7 separate regions of the Mus musculus genome follow, and regions 2, 3, 4, 5, 6 and 7 are each linked to region 1. A link is a contact called in public HiCAR-type, HiChIP or PLAC-seq and Micro-C data. All regions are on one chromosome and are shown on one strand. Each heading gives the region's core, a stretch centred on a gene start, on an enhancer-like site or on the middle of the called end of the contact. The rest is flanking DNA. Distances are from core to core; before and after follow the strand shown. Region 1 holds the start of Arhgef12 (Rho guanine nucleotide exchange factor (GEF) 12). Region 2 holds the start of Thy1 (thymus cell antigen 1, theta). Region 3 overlaps Usp2 (ubiquitin specific peptidase 2). Region 4 holds the start of Nectin1 (nectin cell adhesion molecule 1). Region 5 holds the start of Tecta (tectorin alpha). Region 6 holds the start of Sc5d (sterol-C5-desaturase). Region 7 holds the start of Tbcel (tubulin folding cofactor E-like).

Region 1 (2,893 bases), core at 314-2,813:
TTTTCCCCTTTGCCCCCCATTCTAACGTCACCTTGAGCTCATGCATCTATTCAGGGGTGATGATCCGATCGTTTCGCGAACTGTTGTGGAATGACTTAGAAACAGCATTATTAAGAGGTAATTATTTCCTTTCCACACCCACTGTTTATTAGATTTGATTTCCACAAAATGGCCGAAGTCTCTTCCCACCTACACGGATTGAAGCTCAGAAGAGACTGAAGATAATTGTATAAAAGGAATAGTCGCTTGATGTTTACAGGCAGAATTGGAGAACTATATTGTGTCGTGGTCCCTCATTTCCTCAGGGACAGATTTATTCAATCAGAAAACTACATGGTTAGCTGAATGTCTCTACCCCATCGAAAGAGAAACCAGAAAACATTTGGGAACTCTTCAAAGGGATCCCTCGTGCTGTGCTGTTTACCGGACAGATGTATTACTTCTTCCATCTCTTTTCACAACACGCTTATTAACTTGCTGTGGAAAGCACCATGCGTTCTCAATTTGGCAAACAATACAGTTCATTTTGCCAAGGCAAAACAGCCTAAAAGCAATATTTATATCAGGAACTCCTGGCTTAAGTGTGGGCCCAGATCCTTTCTCCACAGCCTCTTCTGGCCATCCCCCCACCCCTTTCCCCTCCGTGCTGTGGGACTAGGCCAGCAGGTGCCCCAGGTGATTGGCTCACCCCAAAACCTGTGTGTGTGTGTGTGTGTGTGTGTGTGTGTGTGCGCGCGCGCGCAGGTTTGCCTAACACTGTCGGGGGCCCGTGGACCTGGGCTCGCACGCAGTCATCAAAAGCATTTGACACCGGGAACGAATACATTCTCTTAAAGAATAAAAGTTTCCAGCCCGGGAGTTCCGAAGAACCTCTAAACGTGAACTCCTCGAGACTGTGGAATGGCTCCTCTGCTGTCCCGGGTGGATTGTACACTGTGGGCTGCACCTCGAGAGCATTCGAGGGGCAAGAAGGCAGCAGTGCCCGCTTCGCCACACAGAACTACTTTTTCGCTTCCCTCTATCCCCCGCGACAGCACTGAGCGGAAGTATCTGCTCAAGTTTGGAGAGTCCGGGAAGCGGAGGGATCCCGGGTGAAGCGGCTTCCCGAAGTCCCAGGGAGAAGGGCCCAAAAAAGTCGGCGGGGGAGGGGACGGCTCGGCGCGCTCCAGTCGCGCCGGGCCGAGGGGACAGAACCGGAACCGGAACCCGCGCGCGCGCCCGCCCGCAGCGGTCGCAAGGCTCGTCACCGCCGGCGGCCCCCTCCACCCTGGGCGCGCTCCCGCGAGTGCCCCTGAGACCGGGCGAACGGCCCTGCGCACCGAGCCTCCACCGCCACCGCCGCCGCCGCTGCTCGGGGGCCGGGCTTCCGGGCCGGGCCGAGACCTCCCGCTCCTCGCGGGAGCCGCCGCCTACCAGAGCGTCGGGGAGGAGCCGCCGTGCCACTGCGGAAGAAGCGCGGGGGCCTCCGAGGGATGGGGAGCTGCCCCGGGCGCTGAGACAGGGTCCCTGTCAGCGCGGCGGCCGGAGCCGGGTGGGGGCGGCGCGGAGCAGCTCAGGGCCCTCGGCCCGGGGACATGGGGCGGCGCGAGTCCGGCGCGGGACGGTGTGAGACGCGGCGGAGGCTGCGGCCACGAGTGGCCCGCAGCCCCAGATAGAGCGGGGACCCGAGGGCCGGGCCCCGCCGACTCGGGACCGAAGCCGACGCCCGTCCCTGAGCCGATCCTGCCCCAGCTCCGGAGGGATCCCGGTTCCCGTCCTACGGCTCGCGACTTCCCTCTGTGACGAAGTTTTCTCTCCGTGCCTTGCTGAGGATCGTTCTTAGTTCTTGAGCTCGCCTTGTGGCCGACTTGCTCGGTTTGTTTGGGGAGATAACTTGTTTTGCCTCAGCCCGCATCCCCTTTCCTTGACCCCTTGCAATCGGATGTTCTAGATGACTGAATGGAGTTTTGAGTTGGACTTTTGTGTCCCTGCCGAAATTGGGCCTGATCCCAGAGCACTGGGGGTGGGGTGTGGAGGTGTTACTGTAAAATGCAAGTTGGATAAAAAGAAGACCTCTCGCCAAGGGCCCCAATGAGTGGCACACAGTCTACTATCACGGACAGGTGGGTATGAAGTTCCTCGGTCGCTAACCTTCCCTGGATTCGGTCCCACGCAGCAGGGGAGTCGGTGATGCAGATTTGCCTTCAGCTAGTGCAATTGACAGGCATAGGAAAGAGGGTTGTTTCGGAGCTGTGCAATTAGTCTAGGGTTGCTGCCAAGTTAACCGGTTGATTGAATTTGGAAATGCAGGTTTTTTTGGGAGAGAAACTTTCCCCCATATTCTCAGAGGAAATGAAGGAAAACCATGATTGTGGTTTTCTGTCGGGTGCATTAAGATTGTGTACTCGTTTTGGAACCAGAGGGAGGTCATTTTGGGTGAAGGTCAGAGCTTGAGGTCGGTGGGTACTGGTGCATCATCGGGTGGATTCCTGTCCTGTGGTAGTTCTAGACTCACAATTTTAGGAGTTTCTGTCTGTGAACTTAATTTTCATCCTGCTGCATTGTGATTTGTGACTCTGATCTTTTTACGTGTTGACCTGCACAGTGTTTAATTATTAATTACCTAATTTTCCAGAATGTTGACATTACCAGTAAATCACGGGTTCTTGCTGGGGACAGTTTCCAGGAGCTAAAGGAAATGAGGGAAAAATCATGGGGCCTGCTTCTAATTATTCTTTTTTTTTTTTTTTTTTTTTTTAACATTTCATCTTTCAGAAGCCCTAGCATTTAAAGATGTAAACTCTAGCTCTGGTTTAGGCATGGCAGGTGGATCTTGTTTGTTAATCGGGTGACACGGTGTGGTGTGTAGAGTATGTAGTCCAAGTGTAGTTCTTAAAGAGGTCCTTTGAGTTCT
Region 2 (2,944 bases), core at 445-2,944, 940 kb before region 1:
AGTGGTGGCATTATAGGCATGTACCTCCACCCAACCTATTATTTTATTGAAACTGTATCTCCTCTCCCAATGTATCTCAGGATGTCCTGCCTCAGCTCCCTGAGAGCAGAGTAAAAGACATTTACCGGATAAATGAGGTTCTCCGAACCGTACACTCAAATAGGATTTTGATGGGGTCTAAGAAAATGGTAGGTATCCAGCATTATGCCCCAAGTGATAAGTCATGCAGAAAGCTTAACGGCTAGGGATGAGATCAGGCAAGCGAGGTGCCACAGAGGCCTGTATAAGACATGGGACATGAGTGAGAAGCACGGAGGCCAGAGATGCTTGCAAATGGCCAGCTCTTGAGTGTTCCTAGGGCTGCAGTTTTCTGGTCCTGTGTTCATTGCTGCCCTGCACAGGTTCTCTGCCTTCCCCACAGTGCCCTAGCTCAACACACCGGCAGGCTGTCTAGCCTGTCCTTGCCCAAGAGAGGCACAGTCTGCGAGTTCGCGAGCTCCACCTAGGCTAGGAACATCCTTTGCACAGGGCGGGCCACTCTGCCATTCTCTCTGCAGTTCAAGATCCATGGGGAAATAGACTAGGATTTCCGGATGGGCTATGGCAGTGAATGTCAGCCTGGGGTGGGGGGAGCTGCGACCAGGAGCCAGATCCCAAGGTTCTGTGGCAGAGAAAGGGGACTATTAATTAATTAATTAATTAATTTTAGAGACAAGGTCTCCTTAAGAAGCCTTGGTGAGCCTGGAACTCGTGATGTAGCCCAAGTTGATCTCAAACTCCTCCCGTCTGCTTCCGCCTCCTGATGGTTGTTGGGTGGCAAATGACTTGGATTTGATAACAGTGGGTTATGGAGGAGGGAGTGTGGGCTTGAGATTCAGGGGAGGGAAGGGGGAACACTAGAGAAAAGAATTGGGGCTGGGGCTGGAGAAGCCTGGCAGAACTAGATACAGGGGTAGCGTGATTTGGCAGAGGCGCAGCAGTGTTTTCGGCGCCCCGAATCTCATACCCAGCCCACCTAAGCCCACACCCAGACAAACTTTGCGCCCTTTCCCTGAGGCCCGGCTTGGCTAACCCCACCCTGATGCTATTTCCTCATTTTAATCTTCCTCTACCAGTTGAGATTCTCCCGCTCCCTCCCCCCTCCGCTCCCTCGCATCCTTTCTAGCTTTCCCCTCCCCCGCGCCTGCCACCCAGTCCCCTCCCGCAACATTGCGGTTTTCTTACCTGCGGTGCCCCGCACCCAGCCAGCCACGAGGTCACCCGCTGGGGACTCCCTCCAGTTTGCCACCCACCTCCTCCCTCTATTCGCACCACTAAAGCGATTTGAGCTTGGGGACCAAAGGCTGTCCTTGATGTCCTTCCTCATGGTTCTCCTCCGGCACCCACTCTTCGAAAGCGTCCGTTAGCAGGGAGAAAGCCCGTGACCCCGCACTGCCTTCCTCTCCCACCTCGACCTGGGAGCACCTTCTTTCCCCAGTTCCCGCGCCCCCATATAGGAGCGCCCTGGTATCCTTTCCCAAAACTGTAGCTGGGGAAGGCTTGCATCCTCGCCCTGCGGCGGTCCTTGCATGTGCGGGTCCCTCCCGTCGGCCTGCTCTCACCTGGACTCCCCTAGCTGCAGCCTCCTCCTGGTGCGCCAACGCCTCCAGTTGCTGCACCCAGCGCTGAAGCCCGCAGTTTTCACCAGGGGTGGGGAGAGAGGGGGGAGCAGGGAGGGACTCTAGATTCAGCCAATCGGAGGCTGAGGGAAAAGGATGGAGGGGGTGGGGTGGTCGGCGAGGGCTGACTGGAGGTGTTCCATTTGGGTGTCCGAAGTGGCTTGCTGCTACTAAAGAGGCACTCTCAGTCCTGTGATTGGGCTGACTCGCCCAGGGAAAAGACGGTTAGGGACCCTGGGGGTCGGGGTGGAGCAGTCTTCTACCCATACCCCGGGACGCTCTCCTTTTAAGGTTGTAACCCTTTCTTTGCTTGAACCTTCAGAAGCCTGGATAACCAGAGGGAGGCCCTCCAGCTTCCCCCATTCCTTTGCCTCTTGGCTGGAGATCTGCTCTTGAGCCTCCAGTGACAGGTTTTGGCTTTGGAGCCTGTTATATCAGCAAAGGGAATGGATTGGTTGTTTTCCATGTTTTCCATGCTACTGCAGCCCTTCGGAAGCAAGGCAAGGGGTGCATCTGCCTGGCTTGTTTCTGCTTCCCAGGCATCATGCCCACCTTCAGTTACTCAAAACACTTGGCCCTGTTAGGGAAACAGTGCATTCTGCTTGTAACTCCGGATCTTGAAGTCGCACCTATTTTCCTTCCTTCCTTCCTTCCTTCCTTCCTTCCTTCCTTCCTTCCTTCCTTCCTTCCTTCCTTCCTCCTGCCTGCCTGCCTGCCACTCTTTCTTTCTTTCTTCCTTTCTTTCTTTCTTTCTTTCTTTCTTTCTTTCTTTCTTTCTTTCTTTCTTTCTTTCTTTCTTTCTCTCTTTCTTTCAGATTTTCCACCAGGATTTTTCTGTGTAACTCTGGCTGTCCCAAAACTCTCTCCATAGTGCAGGCTGGTCTTGAACTCACAGAGATCCACCTGGCCCTGCCTCCTGAGTACTGGAGTTAAAAGCATGCACCACCACCTCCAGGTGAACTTGCACATTTTGGCCCAACCAGCTAGAATGTTCTCCCTTCTGTGAGTACAAGATGATCCCGTTCCGTCTCCAGACAAGGAAAGGAGGCATGCCTTCTAGCCAGCATTGCTGGGGTCATTACATCCATGGCCACTTACTAACTCCACTCCCATCCCAGCAGACTCAGCCCATCCACTCCTTGTTTCTTCATGGCTGGTTAGTAGTCAGGCTGACCAGTTGTAGGACTTGGGAACTCAAGAGCCCAGTGCTGAGCCACTCTACTCTTCAGCTAGTGGCTGAGAAAAGAGAGAACTCTCAGAATGGGGAAAGGCTGAGACCCGGTTTT
Region 3 (2,700 bases), core at 38-2,537, 970 kb before region 1:
TTCAAGCCCCAGGAAATCTGGTCTGAACCAGCCATATTCAAGAAGCCCACACACTTCCTTCTATTGCTTATGGCTCTGTCTCGGGTGCTAGTTTTATGTATTCACTGAGGTAAGAGGGGGCAAGGGACCACGTGGGCAGCTCTGAGCTCTGAACATGATGTTTGTTTCTGAGGCTGATGGTCAGTGGGGCGGGTCCCCCAGGGGCAGGGAACATTTTGCTAGGCTTGGATTAACTTGTGTTGCTTCGCCCCACCCCAGCACCATATTAACTTAAAATGACATCCTGGAGTGTGTGGTGTGTGTGTGTGTGTGTGAGGGGTGTGGGGGTGGCTGAAGGGAAGACAGGATGGATGGAGGGGTTCAGGACATCAACTGAGAAATGGAGCTGGAGAGTAATGACAAGGACGGCTGCCAGGTCACTGCCCACAGCGAGTCTTCCCGGGACAGAGACATTAGCACTACAGAGAGTCTAACAACCATGCCCAAACCCTCTGCTCTTCCTCCTCAGGAGCTAGGGCTTGTTCTGGTCCTGGGGATTCTCACGAGTGTCTTTAGTACAGACTGAGACCTTCAGAAAGTATGGCCTCCTGGGAGCAGTTGAGGAGGTGGCTGGGGTGGGCCAGGTAAAGATGGGCTCCAGGGTCTCAGGTTGCCAATCTGGACAAATAAGACAGAAGAGGGGCAGTCCAGTGTGGCTTGAGTCAACAGAGTGAGAAGGCAGGGGGACAGGAGAGGAAGGTCCGCTTTTTGGTTCTCAGGCAGTCTCTGCCATCCTCCACTTGTTCAAGTCCAGAGTCCCACCCGAGAGGAGGATCACGTGACCCTGGCTTTATATAATCTCCCTGTCACTGAACAGCTGGAACCCAAGGCTTCAGAACATGAGTCAGCAACCCCAGTGACAGACAGGACCCAGAGACTCAGATTCCATCACTCAGAAGCAGTTCCCCGAGCAGAGAGGAAGGGGCACATAAGATTGTGTGTGCGAACGCCAGGGAACAGCCTAGGTCGGACGTGGGGGGGGGGGAGGGGGGGAGAAGGGGGGACACGACTCAGTCCCTGCCTCTGTGTGGAAGAGGCAGGTTCCTAGCCTGCTGACTATGCTTGGAAGGGCCCTGGGCCAACCCGTGGCTCTTCTTGGGGAGAGGAGGTGAGGCCTGGGAGGGGCAAGTGCGCGGCCTGAGGCCAGCAGGCATCGTGCCAGGGCTGGCCACAGAGCAGCTGGGGGGGTGGATCATAGGAGGATTAGGAGGGATTGTAGGGTTAAAGCACAGGCCTGGCAGTGCTCAGTGGGAACAGCTTGTCCTTCCATAGGCCCCAGGAACAGAAGAGGTGGGGCGAGGGGGAACTGACGGGTTGGTGCTCTCTGGCTCTCTGGCTCTAGGCGCTCTGCAGGGCTGAGCCACCTGGGCTGGCTTGCAAATCCTCCCTAGAAGAGCAAAACACCTTGGTGGCTCCTGGCTCATCGCCCTGCATTTTCAGGGAAAGTGGGGCCTCAGGGGGTTGACCCTCAGAGCCCCAGGGCCGAGTTGCACCTTCACCGACTTCATGCCGGTGGTGCCTCCATTACACATGCTCAATGGAGCCTGTGAAGCTCCAAGCTCAGGTTGGCCGTTACTGTCTTATTGGCTGGAGATGCCTCCACCTTCATTACTTGGTTTGAGCCTTGTGGCAGTCCTGTGAGGAGGGCAGGGCAGGTGCCATCGTTCACTTTATAGAGGAGGAAATCCGTCCGAGCTGATAGGTATCCAAGGTTAAAAGGTAAGACTGTGCCTCTCAGAGGTCACGGGCAGTCTGTCTCGGCCTCAGGTGACCTCTCCCTTCCCTACCTCGGAAGACACACACACCCAGGCCTGCCTCCTGGTGTAACCAAGTAGGCATGGATTTCCTGAAGTGAACTCAAGGCAGAGGCTGGCCTGCACCTCTCTCGTCTCCTAAAGCCAGGAGCAAAGATGACCGACCTTTACTGAGTCCCTACTATGTGTCAGGCTCTTTCACAGTAATTTATGAAGTAGAAACTATGAGTGCTTTCATTTTACAGAAGAGCAAACAGACTTAGGAGTTAAGGAAACTGCCCGAGAAAGCCAGGTGAATGGCACAGAGTTCTCAGTTCCCCAGAGGTGTGCATGGTACAGAGTTCAGAGCTAGAAAACAGCACTGTGAGAAGAAGCCACACTTTTTTTTTTAAAGAAGCCATCCTGGGAGAACAGAACTTATGGAGAAGCTTGTGATGGGGCAGATTTCAAGGCACCCAAAAAGTTGCTCTCACTTCCTTAGGATACAATCAACCCCTGGAAGCGAGCATAAGAGGGCCAAGGTGAAGTGATGGTCTCGGGGCAGTGAGACCGTAGAGGTCTCTCCTGGTTGGTGGTACTGTACTGAGCAGAGCTCAGGATGAAATGCTAGCTTGGCTTTAGGGCACTCCTGACCACCTAACAGTTCTGTGCCTTGCTTCTAGGCCAGAGGGATGCAGGTTCTGGCGACTGAGTTTGCTCAGGGTATTTGCTACCTCGTTGAGATCCTTTCTGAAAACAACTCTCTCCGGCCCTGGGCTGGGGTAGGGCCAGGTGTCCCCAGGAGAAATGAAGGGAAAGGGGACAGCAGACTTCAGGAAGAGCAGTAAGTAGCTGGCTGTGAGGAAGATGACAGATAACAGCAGCTGCTGGGAGTCTGGAGTGTATTGCAGCCTTTGGCCCAGACAAC
Region 4 (2,891 bases), core at 103-2,602, 640 kb before region 1:
AGCTGCCTGTGCCGCAGGAGCAGGTTCCGATCGCCCGCTGTGGGGCGATGTGGGGCAGGAGGGGGCCCCCATGAGCCCGAAACCATCTGACAAGAGGCCGCCAAAAGAAATGAAGTCGCCCCCAACCCCCGCCACTCTCCTAGCCCACAGCCCACCAGCTAGGAGACTGACGCCCTCCCCCTGGGGCTGTTGTCTCATACCCCAAGCCCGTGATTACGGTGATTATTTTGCATTTATGTAACACGCAGTGTTTCCAAACTGCTTCTCGAGCTGAGAACTGGTTATTAAATAAATAGAACCCTATTACATATTATTATTTTTGTGAAGAACTGAGCGGAGAAAGTGCTTTCTTGCTACATAGAGACGTGCATCCGATTGCTACCCTGCAGGGCAGGCTGTTGGGCTTCTCAACCCCTTTCTCCACGGTGCCACCTCCTGCCCCCCCTTATCCAAGCGTGACCCAACTTTTCTGGCTCCGTTCGCTCCCTACAACCCGTAGCCTTGCCCATCATCCAGCTCCAAGTCCCGGGGAGGTTCTGGTTGGGTGGGGGGCTATGGAGGGAGGCAGAGGCAATCGCCTTACCTGGGAGGAAGAAGGCGGTCAAGCCGAGAGCGAGTCCCCACCAGCGTCCAGCGGCGCCCGCAAGCCCCATCCGAGCCATCGGGGGGTGGGGGTCCGGCGAAAGGGGCTGCCAGGAGGGCGCTCCTCGCGCTCCAGAAACCAGTCTGGAAGACGAGGGCGGATCGCTGGCGGTTGGCGGGCGCTCGGAGGATCCAGGTCAGCCGCAGCCGTCGGTCGGGGCGGGGTGGGCTGGGTGGGATCCGCGCGGCCGCAATCCGGTCCCCGGCTGCCGCCGGCTCAGAGCCTCGGCAGATGCCCGCAGTAAGTTGCACGAGTCATGCCCCCTTCGCCTCCTCCGCTCTTCTCCTCGCCCCGGTCCCCGCCCTCTTCTTCCACGCAAAGCCCGGCTGGGGAGAGGGACCCACCCCCGGCGCGCCCGGCTACCGGGCTAGCGCGGCGCAGGCTCCCGGCCCTGGGCGCGCTCACACCCTCCCGCTCGGCTCCAACTTGCAGGCGTCCATGGCCGGCTGTTCTCCGAGGGTGGCCGGGCGGTGCGGAGGGCTCGGGGCCCAGGCGGTGGTGTGCGGCTAGGGCGGCCAGCTGCCCGCGGGGCTCGGGGCTGCACGGTCTCGGAGGACCGAGGGGAGCGAGCCGGGTGCGCCACGGGTCCCCACCGCGGCCGCTGCGCTCGGTGCGGGCGATCCGCAACAATGTGGAGCTGCCCCGGTGCCGAGGCGAGCCGCGCTCTCTCCTCTCCCTCTCTTTCTCTCACTCGCCGATCCAGCCTCTCACCCGCTCTCCCGTGATGTCAGCCCGGGGGGAGGGGTTAGCATTAACCCCCTCCTGGCTCCCACGCGCCCGGCCCAGCCCTGGCCCGGCCTCCGCCCGCGCGGCCGCACCTCCCAGTCCTAAGCAGCTGTGGCTGCGAGCGTGGCCGTGGGGTTCGGCTCAGGGCCCCAAGCTAGCAAGATGCCCCTTGGGTCGCCGTTCGGTCGTGGAAAGGGCCGGAGGGCGGGCTGCCCTCCTCGGTCGCTGACAAAGGGAGGCAGTGACCCCTAGCGGCCGGCAAGGGGGAGAAGCTGCTCGGTAGGGGTGGAGTTAAGATGAGGAGGGGGGCTGCCGTAGGGATCCGTGTGAACGCTGGATCTGGCATTGTCCGAGCTCCGAGGGCTTTTCTGACTCTCTGGTCCGACCCTGGGACCATTTCGCAGATGAGGAAACAAAGGCCCAGAGGAGGGCATGGAGAGTGGCAGAAAGAAGCAGAGCACAGGCTAGAACTGTTGCCAAAGCTTCTGCTCCCCAAGATCTGGACACCAGACGGAAACAGCTTTGCGGAGGACCAACCGCGAAAGCTGTGAAGAGTTGAGGCAAGACAAGACATTAGTGGGTGAGAGATCAGGGCACTCAGGTTTCTAGTGGGTCTTCTTTAATCCTTATTGCCTTCAGGGGGTCCTTGTCCCGAAATCGAAGCATTCTGCTTTCCCCAAAGAGCGACAAACCAAGTGGGCTCCCATTGCCTTCACCTCGTTTCTGAGTGGTTTGCGGGATTCCCGCGAAAGTGGCCCATCCAGTCGGTGTCCCAGAACGGCCAGGACTCTCCGCCCCATCCTGTTCGCCACCCACCACATCCGGGTGGCTTCTTGCCAAGGTGACTGAGCCCGAGGGGCCCTTAGCAGCCTGAAGCCTGGACCTTCTGTCCCCATCCTTGGACTAGGAGAGGCAGACAGACAGGGTTTCCCAGTCAAGAGAACAGAACTCCCTCGTTCGGGGCTGAGCAGACCACACCCACTTTGCCCTTTGCCCTTAGCCCAGCCCCAAGGGCACAGAGGCTTGGGGTAGCGCCAAATTCTGATAAAATGTAAATTTTCCTTTCGGAGAATGGGAGGGGCAGGACAATGGAAGAGAGGGACAGTTTCCCACTCTTGGGCCCACGGGCTCAGCCTGCTAAAGAAGTCACTCCACTCAAAAGGAATGCTCTCTGTATCCTTTTATGCTTCACCCGTGTAACTCAGGACAAACTGTCTACCACACTACCGCCTGACTTGGGAATGCATTGTGTGGTCTCATAGTTGGTCCTTGCCCCACAGGAGCGGGGTCTAGTGGGGATGGGGGGGGGGGGGAGACACAGAAACAGAAGTTCTATAGAATCACTCACCGCAGCACGGCATTGTGGGGGTTTTCAGATTCAGGACATCTACGTTAGCCTGGGCTGGGAGGGACCTGAAAGGCTTCTGTGGTAAGGGGCGCAACAGGGGCTGACTGGAGGTGTCTGTCAGGCACAGACCATCCTTCAAGATACTGGATTTAAAGTAGAGGTCAGCACAGGGAA
Region 5 (2,700 bases), core at 75-2,574, 710 kb after region 1:
AATATGTGCCTTTTGGAAGAAAGGATTCATTCGGCGTCTGTAAGTGGGCCTATGGGGAGAATTCACGTTACCAGCGAAAGAATGAACACATTGTGTAATGCCTACACAGTTATCACAGGGCTTTGGCTGAAGACGGGGAAACGTATGGCAAAGACCAGGTTCTCCCAACACTCTTGGCCTTTAGCACAGCATATGCAAAGCTGGGTTGTTTTGATTCAGTTCTTATTTCTGGTCTAGGCAACACATCAGGGTCTGGCCAGAGAAAGACCTGGACAGATTTAAAATTCCAATTGATTTGATTTACAAAAGGACCTTTCCTGCTGCATCCAAATTATTTCTTCTTGTTCTTTTTATGAATGCCCCTTTGAGTATTTTAATTTCTGCGGTACTTTCACAGTCTTCTGCATGTTTAAATTTTTCTTAGAGATGTTTGTACATGAGGAGTGTGTCTCCACCACTCCTTCCTTCAAACTTCCCCGTCCAGATTCATGAGCTCTTCTTTAATTTTTATTCTTACATAGACACACATACATGTGTGTGTGTGCGTGTGTGTACACAACCCACTGAGCCCATTTAATGTTGCTTGTATGTGCATTTGTCCTGGGCTAATTGCTTGGGATTGAATTTAGCTTACTGGAATCCTGCAAGCATCAAGCTGAACACAGTTTTCCTTTGTTTGAACAAAGTTCTTCCTGGACACTTTGAGCAAGAGAGGCCTGTCCCCCCTCCCAATGAAGACCCTCAGGGGCACGAGTGGAGGTGTTACAGGCGTAATTTTCCTTTCCCCACTTTGTTCTGCCTGGGAGATGCCACTGCTCACCTGTCTAAGAGTCAGAGAGAAGAAGGAATGAAACCTTGACACATCTGGGAAAATTTCTTTAAATACTTTATACATGTCTGTAGGGGACAAACAGGGTAAAGCCTGTATGTGAACAATAGGAGAGGAGGGAACGAGAGAAAGATAGATTTAAAAAAAAGAAAAGAGACATAAAGAGAAAGAAAAAACAGAGGGAGAGAGAGAGAGAGAGAGAGAGAGAGAGAGAGAGAGAGAGAGAGAGAGAGAGAGAAACGGACTTCATTTAAATGTGCCGGGAGCCCCCTTTGTCGGGTTTCTCCCATGCTGGAGGATGCTAATTCTGTAATGCTAGACAGTTGCCTTCTTTTGGGTACAAAGACAGAAAGGGAGGGTTTCTTTTGTGTTTTTCAGAGCAAAGTGATTCTGATCAGAGAGAACCAAGGTTTCAGCTCCAAGTACCTGACATTTCCATCTGAATCCACTTTTTTTTCTTCTCTTTTTAAAGGAGGGGGGAGGTCTAGTTTTTCAGGAAAAGAGCCTCTCCGCGCAATCCTGAAACTGATCTTCAGATTTACCTCTCCTTAATCAATAGAGAGCAACTTGATTGCAACTCAACACTCCCCCGACTCTAGTGCAGGACTAACTGAATTTTTGGTTTTAAGAGTATGGGATTCGGACGTGATTTCAGGGATCAGAAATAATTGGCAGCCACGCGAGGAGAACTGACGTGAATTCTTATACCTAATTTTCCGGGCTCACCAAGATTTGACTTAATACTTTTCACTCAATTCCTCCAGTCTCCACAGAACAGGTTAGTGGCGTTTTTCATAAATACAACTGTCTAAATGAATCGTCCTCCCTGCTGCTCTCTGCCCTGCTCCTCCAAAGGCCTGAAGCTCGCACGGCACCTGCCTCCCCTAGAGCTGTGTATGATGCCTGCTGAAGCCCTCTGTCCTTTGCAGCAAAGCTGGCTAGCGTTTACTTTGTGCTTGAGACTTCAATGTGCATGCCTGCCAACTGAAGATTTGCCACAAGACTCTCACAGTATGGAGTCATTGCTTTTGCCTAAAAGTTGGGCCGAGCGATTCTGATAACCTCAAATGATAAGAGAAAGGTGTTTATCTTTAAGAATGCTGTGAGGCACAGGTTTCCTGGTCGGCATGTTGGTCCTCAGGCCAGTGCATGGTGAACTTGGATCTTGCATGTGTGCTTGTATCTCAGCTTTCTGGAGTAGTGCAGACCATCCACGCTCCTAACAGGGGGTAATGCCACCCGCTCAGCTGATTGTAAATTAACATGCAAATGAGTTTGGTTTTGTGCTGTTCCTTCTTTTAATTAACTTCCCGGAACTAATGAGAGTTGCTTGAGTGTGGGGCTCTATTTCTGTTGTATTTCCAAGGAGCTACTCCGGTGTGCTGCTTTTTTTTTTTCTTTTCTTTTCTTTTCTTTTCTTTTCTTTTCTTTTCTTTTCTTTTCTTTTCTTTTCTTTTCTTTTCTTTTCTTTCTTTCTTTTCTTCTTCTTCTTCTTCTTCTTCTTCTTCTTCTTCTTCTTCTTCTTCTTCTTCTTCTTCTTCTTCTTCTTCTTCTTCTTCTTCTTCTTTTATCACCAAAGTAGCCATTGATCATTCATTTCACTGTGGAATGTCAGTAGACGGTCTTAGGCTACCTGTGCGTCTAGTCAGTAAAATGATGGACGGGCTCCAGGTCATTGAGAAGGAATGGCATACTCTGAATCCTCCTACCTGGAGAAACACGTGATAATTTAACCAGTATTTCCTGGATCCTGACAGAGACTAGGGACATTTGGAGAGTTGGGTCTTGCAGAAGTTAGAGTCCCAGAGACATGGTCTGAGACCTGCATTTTTGGAATTGGACGCTGCTATTTTTTTTTTAAATCAGATGCA
Region 6 (3,104 bases), core at 269-2,768, 840 kb after region 1:
TCACACATACTCCTGTCTAGTTTCTCTTAGTGTGGTGGCTGGTTTTCACCACAACTTGCCACAAATCAGCAACGACTGACCAGAGAGCCGCATGGTCCTCATCGTCTCTGTTGATATCAAAGAAGCTACCTTAAGCGCGTGCAGCATTTCTGCCAATAGGCCCAGGAGCAGAGTAGAGAGAGTATGATATCCCTTTAGCTTGCTTGGTCTTCCATCTTCCCCTGGCAGCTGAGCTTGCTTGCTGCTGCTGTCTTTGGTGAAACCCAAACTATTATTTCCAAACTTCCATTGTTGGCTGAAGGCCAGGGACTCTCCAGGTATACAGGAACTGCTGTGGCACTGAGCCTGGTAGACAGACGCTCTACCAGGCTGTTCATTTTTCCAATGTGAGACAGCCATTATAGGACTACTCTGGCTGGCAAGGTAACCAGCCTCGTGGATGGAACAGCTACTAGGGGTTTAGTTCTTCTGGGGTGAGACAACTGTTATTACTTTAAGCTAGTTTCATAAATTTTTTATGTATGTATTCATCTTATCAGTTCTGTTCCTCCAGAGAACACTGGCAAACACACTTTGTTAAGTGTAATTTATAGAGTCATTTTGGACTAGGCTTTTGCCTCAGAGCTCTGGAAGATCAGATCTGGCCAGAACTGTCTCTCATGCTCAATATATCACTTAATCAAACTGGCTTTTGAAATGCCTGGCTCCTTCTAACCAAAACAAAAAAACAAAACAAAACTAATCAATTGGTAGGACCCTGATACCAGAAACAGACGACAGGTCAATCCTCTCTGAAGTAACTCTGAAGTACTAGTCTTTTGGGCCTTTCTTCTTCTTAGGTTCTTTTCATTTTGGCCAATACTGCTGATCCCTACTGCTCACCTTAGGGAGCTCTTGTATTTTATAGAATGGGCTGCTGTCTACATTCCCGAGTCATAATTAGCCAATTTGATCTTTAAGTTCACCTCCCCCACCCCTATCTTTACCTATGTAAACCAGTTGGGCCAGATCATAACCTCTTTCTCTATTTTTATCGCTATTAATAATTGCTTTTTAAATTTACTCTGCTACACATAACTTTCGATTTACATATTTTAACGCTGCATAAGAGGACTTGCAGGGAAGTGACAAATAACTGCGGATTGATGAACGTTTGAGTCACAAAAATGGGACAAAAGACTCCACCATTAACATCAAAGGAAGCGTCATTAATCCTACTTCAGGCTGTCATTTTGCATTCATCCCGGGTCCTTTGCACGATTCTAGTCAACTTTCTGGGCGGGAAGAAAGTGGGAAGGAAAGCAAGCTTCGTCCGCCCCGTAGCAGCATCATGAAGCGCCTGGATAGTCCCGGCAGAGTGCTGGACCTGGTTCGGGGGTGCGGGGAGGCGTGGGGAGCGCGGGACGCCTACGCGGCGACCACGTGACCGCCGCGACCGCGCCGGTCCAGGTCGCGCGATCCGCCGTCACATCAGCTTATTGCGCCGGCTGCTGATTGGCCGGCTGCCTGCACATGGGCGGGGCTCTGCTGAGCGGGCGGTGTCTCGGGCGCTCTGGCTCGTACTCTCCGCTGGCTGTAAAGCCGCGGCTGACGGAGCTGCTGGGCCTGGCAGGTAGGTTCCGTGCGCTGGCAGCTGGACAGCCGCGAGTGGGAGGACCCGCGGGCGGTCGCGAGGATCCCCGGGTGCCCGGCGCCGGTACGGCATCCGCCGCACCCGTGTGGCCGTCCCTGCTAAAGCGCAGGTGGCATGGGGGGGTGGGGGTGGGGGTGGGGGTCTGGCCTGGCGGACACCTTGGTCCCCGGGGCCTGCGATGGGGATAAGGTTATATGGGAGCGGGGAAGGACCCTGGCCCGGTAAAGCTGGGTCCCTGCCAGTGCTAGAGGTTGCCTGCCTACTGTGAACCCCACATCCAGGGTGAGGTGGGAAAAGCTGGTGATTTGCTTTGCCACCGGCACTTCCTGGAGAAGGTACCAGGTTGCGAACCAGCGTCCGATTGAGGCCTAGGGAGGGTGGTGGGCCGTCACTCCCTGCCTTTCTGAAGACCATACGCTGTAGCGTGCACACTTTAAGCATCGTTAAGAAGTCACTCATACTGGCATCCCTTCTTATTGCCGAGTAAATTGGGAGGTGGTACAAGTGGAAACAATATCTCGGCGGCAGCGAAGTTATTTGACTATTTTGTGTTAGTTGAGTTTGCATTTTCATTAGTTGTGTTAAAGTGCTTACCTTCTGACCCTTACTGTCTTACGGACTTTTGCATTCATCCTGTAATATAATGAACGTGGAGAACTCAGAATTCCCCATCTGTATTTGTGACTCTAGGGAAGTAATGCTGTGTAGAACTTTTTGTGTAGGCTTTACACATCGACTGCTCCTTACAGAACAAAGCTGTTTAAGGCATTGCGCCTTCACTGTCCTGTTTATTAAGATTATACGCGGACACACGTTATAGACTTGTGAGAATTAGATGGGAGAATCTCTCCATCACTCCTCCAGATGTGTAAAGGCCGGATGAGAGGTACTGCAGAGCATCCAAGAGCTTTGGAGACTGAAGCAGGAGAATGCAAGTTCCAGGCCACATAGCCAAAGGGGGGAGGGGTGGAGTGCTTAAAATAATATGTAGTATTTTTTAAATATATAAATGGCTAGTTATTGTTCCTGTACTTTTTTCAGTTAAGAAAAATATAATAGTTTTAAGTCATTTAAGTATAATAGTGGATTTATATATGTTTACTTATTTATCTGATGCTGGGATAGGAACCAAGGCTTTGGACATACTACACCAAAGGAATATCCCTGAATTATACCCCAGGCCCATTTAATTGATAACCATGTTTTAAAGTCAAAAATTGTGGGTTTTTTTTCTGCCAAAGCAGTATACTATTTAACGTAAACTTACATTTCAAGCAATAATGCCTAATTATCTTAGAGTCCATGAGCTGTCTTTGACTTTAAGGGGTTGCACCTTTACAATTTACATACAATTTGGTATGGCCATGTGGGTGTTTCTCACTGTCTAGCACTTGATGCTGGTTGAATTGCTTTTTTTGAATTGTGAGTGGCATATATGATGGGGAAATGAGCACCTGACATTTAATGTAAT
Region 7 (2,892 bases), core at 348-2,847, 630 kb after region 1:
AGGGTCAGCCCCATCGAGTGATGCAGTCTGATTCAAGTTTTAGGAAGAGGACTCTAGCTGCCACAGGGAGATCAACAAGAGACGGATAGAAACATTCATCTCTGAGTTTGTTTTCTAAAGAGACTCTTGCATTCAATGTCTATGTGTGTGTTTCTATCCATAGCAACAGTATTTGTTAGTAGTAATGACTTACAGCTCTTATTTCCCCCTAGTATGTGAGCAAACCCTCCAGAGGGAAGCCCCCTGTCCCTGTCCTTCCTCCTCTGCTTCCAGTTCCTCTGCTCTGCATGTCCTTCCCACTGAGGCTCCTTTTAGCTGTGGTCCTGCCAATATCTCTAGTCCCTCCTAAGGTGTCAGCAAAGTGCTTTTCTGGGCAGGAGGCAATCGCGTAAGAGTACTCTAAGCCACTGCCTGACCCATAGACCTCAGAACGTGTTTCTTAACCAGGTCCTTCTCAAGTCTCTCTCCAGCCTAAGTCCTGCCTATGGGACAAGACAGAAGAATCAATTGAAGTCCCCAGGGCCTGAGGTTGGTAAGAATTTTTGTTTTCCTCTTTCTGGGAGCCAGTATACACATGTGCATGTTTGTGGCAACCCCCACATCCTCCTGGACACACACAGATTGACACTGGGCATGGAACTCTCCTCAACTCCTAGACTTTCCATTCACATATCTGTGCATGGCTGGTTCCTCCTCGGGATCAGCCTGCACCATCTCTATTCCGTGGGCACAAAAGCAAACAACCTAACAGCCAAGTGTGAGGCTTCGGAGCCGGGGCTATGCGTGGCCTGGTGTGAAGCATATTTTCTTTGGAGCCAGCCTGACCTGGTTTCAAGTCTCAGCCATGTCATTTTGGCTAAGTAGGTGGTCATGAGCAGATCATTTGACTCCCCAAACTTCAATTTTCAATTCTACAAAATATGTCCTTTAGGAGGTTTGTGGGTTATGTTTTGTGTGTTTTTCTTTTCTTTTCTTTTCTTTTCTTTTCTTTTCCTTTCCTTTCCTTTCTTTTCTTTTCTCTTCTTTCTTCCTTCCTTTTTTCCTTTCTTTCTTTCTTTCTTTCTTTTTAATCTCATGTATTTATTGGCTATGGCTGTAAAGCACACACAATAGGTGAAAATTGTAAATTGTTAGTGTTTGGGAGCTTCAGGTGCCTCGGGACTAGAGGGGGCACAGAACGAAGGTCAAACTGTCCCCTACGCCTAGATGTATATGAAGTATAGAGATCGTACAGGACATTTTATAGATGAGGCCTGTGAAGTCAAAGACAGGTAGTGATCACAAGTAGGGTTACACTGAGTCAGGCCAAGATTGCAGGTGTGTTTGGACACGTTCGTCCAGGGCTCCTTTCTCCAAGGATGCTTCTCTTGTAGGTGATCGGTCTTTGGACCTGTGGTTGGTTGCTCCCCTGCTGCACTGGTAAGAAAAGCAAGCAGATGGGGTGTAATTCTGATCCACTCTAGGTGAATGCCACCATTCCCGGTTGCCATGGCAACCGCAGCTCGCTCTGAGAGGCTCGTCTCCTCTGGCCCCTCCCAATCACGCAGCGGACGTGACACGTGCGGCGGGGTCACGTGTTGTTGTTGGGGTCCCCGGAAAGCTGCTTCCGGGTCAATGCAGGACACTGGGCTCTGGCGGCCGGAGAAGGGGTCGAGGTGAAGTGGAGCCGGTCCGGGGCCGGCCTGGAGCAGGCCGGAAGCCGAGCGGCGACGCGGTGGCCGGGCGGGCGGAGGCGCAGCCCGAGGAGCCGCCGCCTCCCGGGCCGAGGGGTGAGTGTAGCCCGGCCGCTGCTCCTCCTCCGGGGCCGGAGGCCCGAGGCATGCTCCACCTGTGGGGGTAGGAGGCCAAGCCTGGGATCCTGGGAGGACGGCGCACTGATGGAGGGCAGAAGGCTGGACAGCGGCAGCAAGCCAGATGCTCCCAGCCTCCTTGAGGCCTGGGGTATGGAAGCGGCTCCCTGGGTGGGAAACTTAGCTTTGAATCACTGAATCAGGAAAATGATGAAAACAACTGGACGTGTCAAGTCCTCGGGGTGTATCCCCATCTGTAAGATTTGGTATCTTAGTGGGAAAGAGCAGCTGTCCCTGTAACTCCTGGATCACTAAGCCTGTCCCTTCCTGGACTGCTTAAAGCTTGTAGTTTGCTAGGAATTTGGGGAGCATGTTTTTGCACCAAGCCGTATTAAGATTGGGGGCTGCCAGGAGACTCCATCCTAGCTTCTTGGTAATGGTGCGAAATGATCTGTGATAAACTGAATAGAGTACAGGCTTCTGGAACTACTAGGAAGACAGTCTGGGATTTGGAGAAGGGAAGAGGATTCGTCCTCCTTAGGGACACAGGCAGCAATTGCAGAAGTTGTAGTTGAGGAAAAGTTGATTGGAGGAGTTGAACTGTTGACAGTCAGTGGAGGAAGGAGGAGCCCCACTCCAAGGTTGCTTAGCTACAGGAGTTTGTAGGCTCCGCCTTAGGGCTGTTAAGGAAACTGGCAGGACCTCAAGGCCAGCTAAAAGCTTGGCTGGGACTTGTCCTTCTCTCTGCTTTTGTATAGCCTTTGCCTGTGTATCAAGAAACTCTTGAATAGATTTCAGTGGTTCCATCTTGAGCGAAGAGTGCTTGAGCAAACTGTTTGGGGGGAAGATGGGGGAGGCCCTGGGGCCCAAAGCAGGCTTGGTTAGGCTTGCCCCTTTTGTATTCTGTCTCTGTAGCTCTTGATAGGATCTCATAGGCTCGTCTTGAGCAGAGAACTGGATTAAGGATGTTTAGTCAGCCTGGGTCCTTTGGCTTTAACCATAGCTCTAACTTAAGGAAAAAAGCAAAAACCTCACACTGATAAGGGCATTATGATTTAGTTTGTGCACCTATACACACACACACACACACACACACACGAAT

What was found. Hi-C and Micro-C count contacts between places; a contact is called where the count stands out from the background. HiCAR-type assays count read pairs that join an accessible place to other places. HiChIP or PLAC-seq counts read pairs in DNA pulled down with a chosen protein or histone mark.
Region 2: a HiCAR-type map of astrocytes shows a contact between it and region 1, with 2.8 times the contacts expected there. The contact joins the promoter of Thy1 here to the promoter of Arhgef12 in region 1. A contact is called at or near these places in 2 of 39 promoter capture datasets (hippocampal neurons and liver) and 5 of 115 datasets of contacts at active chromatin or transcription factors (the 230-238 cell line, astrocytes, cardiomyocytes and 2 more).
Region 3: a Micro-C map of the G1E-ER4 cell line shows a contact between it and region 1, with 3 times the contacts expected there. The contact joins the enhancer-like site here to the promoter of Arhgef12 in region 1. A contact is called at or near these places in 1 of 39 promoter capture datasets (liver), 4 of 484 Hi-C or Micro-C datasets (the G1E-ER4 cell line, the HL-1 cell line, cardiomyocytes and 1 more) and 2 of 115 datasets of contacts at active chromatin or transcription factors (embryonic stem cells and large pre-B cells).
Region 4: a Micro-C map of embryonic stem cells shows a contact between it and region 1, with 2.4 times the contacts expected there. The contact joins the promoter of Nectin1 here to the promoter of Arhgef12 in region 1. A contact is called at or near these places in 2 of 39 promoter capture datasets (both in liver), 1 of 484 Hi-C or Micro-C datasets (embryonic stem cells) and 2 of 115 datasets of contacts at active chromatin or transcription factors (the NIH/3T3 cell line and embryonic stem cells).
Region 5: an H3K27ac HiChIP or PLAC-seq map of differentiating embryonic stem cells shows a contact between it and region 1, with 4 times the contacts expected there. The contact joins the promoter of Tecta here to the promoter of Arhgef12 in region 1. A contact is called at or near these places in 2 of 39 promoter capture datasets (cranial neural crest and hippocampal neurons) and 7 of 115 datasets of contacts at active chromatin or transcription factors (the 230-238 cell line, the NIH/3T3 cell line, astrocytes and 4 more).
Region 6: a contact with region 1 is called in an H3K27ac HiChIP or PLAC-seq map of cardiomyocytes, with 3 times the contacts expected there. The contact joins the promoter of Sc5d here to the promoter of Arhgef12 in region 1. A contact is called at or near these places in 3 of 484 Hi-C or Micro-C datasets (CD4 T cells, the N1E-115 cell line and pancreatic cancer cells) and 4 of 115 datasets of contacts at active chromatin or transcription factors (astrocytes, cardiomyocytes, extraembryonic endoderm stem cells and 1 more).
Region 7: an H3K4me3 HiChIP or PLAC-seq map of embryonic stem cells shows a contact between it and region 1, with 9 times the contacts expected there. The contact joins the promoter of Tbcel here to the promoter of Arhgef12 in region 1. A contact is called at or near these places in 9 of 39 promoter capture datasets (the C10 cell line, cranial neural crest, erythroid cells and 5 more), 7 of 484 Hi-C or Micro-C datasets (B cells, the G1E-ER4 cell line, LSK cells and 1 more), 13 of 115 datasets of contacts at active chromatin or transcription factors (the 230-238 cell line, astrocytes, cardiomyocytes and 6 more) and 1 of 9 other capture datasets (embryonic stem cells).

The regions. Positions count from the first base shown.
Region 1 is chr9:43,104,388-43,107,280 of GRCm38.p6, reverse strand. It overlaps Arhgef12 (Rho guanine nucleotide exchange factor (GEF) 12), which reads left to right and starts at 1,563. Exons shown (of 41, transcript NM_001359232.1): 1 at 1,563-2,102. The coding sequence starts at 2,071.
Region 2 is chr9:44,042,134-44,045,077 of GRCm38.p6, reverse strand. Thy1 (thymus cell antigen 1, theta) reads right to left here and starts at 1,694. Exons shown (of 4, transcript NM_009382.3): 1 at 1,602-1,694. Gm39323 (a long non-coding RNA gene) reads left to right here and starts at 2,894. Exons shown (of 3, transcript XR_870686.2): 1 at 2,894-2,944.
Region 3 is chr9:44,077,693-44,080,392 of GRCm38.p6, reverse strand. All of the region lies in intron 2 of Usp2 (ubiquitin specific peptidase 2), which reads right to left. The region is part of intron 1 of Gm39325 (a long non-coding RNA gene); the gene reads left to right. Among named protein-coding and RNA genes, the nearest start is that of Gm39325, 5.9 kb to the left of the region's middle. Within about 2 kb of position 1,287, at least 137 of the 459 cell types and tissues checked have an H3K27ac peak or open chromatin away from gene starts, as enhancers often do. A contact at or near this core is called in the G1E-ER4 cell line, liver and rod photoreceptor, where this site is marked.
Region 4 is chr9:43,742,415-43,745,305 of GRCm38.p6, reverse strand. It overlaps Nectin1 (nectin cell adhesion molecule 1), which reads right to left and starts at 1,352. Exons shown (of 6, transcript NM_021424.3): 1 at 584-1,352. The coding sequence starts at 662. All of the region lies in intron 3 of Gm46108 (a long non-coding RNA gene), which reads left to right.
Region 5 is chr9:42,398,571-42,401,270 of GRCm38.p6, reverse strand. It overlaps Tecta (tectorin alpha), which reads left to right and starts at 1,324. Exons shown (of 24, transcript NM_001324548.2): 1 at 1,324-1,607.
Region 6 is chr9:42,262,714-42,265,817 of GRCm38.p6, reverse strand. It overlaps Sc5d (sterol-C5-desaturase), which reads left to right and starts at 1,518. Exons shown (of 6, transcript NM_172769.2): 1 at 1,518-1,612.
Region 7 is chr9:42,470,943-42,473,834 of GRCm38.p6, reverse strand. It overlaps Tbcel (tubulin folding cofactor E-like), which reads left to right and starts at 1,597. Exons shown (of 8, transcript NM_173038.5): 1 at 1,597-1,769. All of the region lies in intron 1 of Gm16322 (a long non-coding RNA gene), which reads right to left.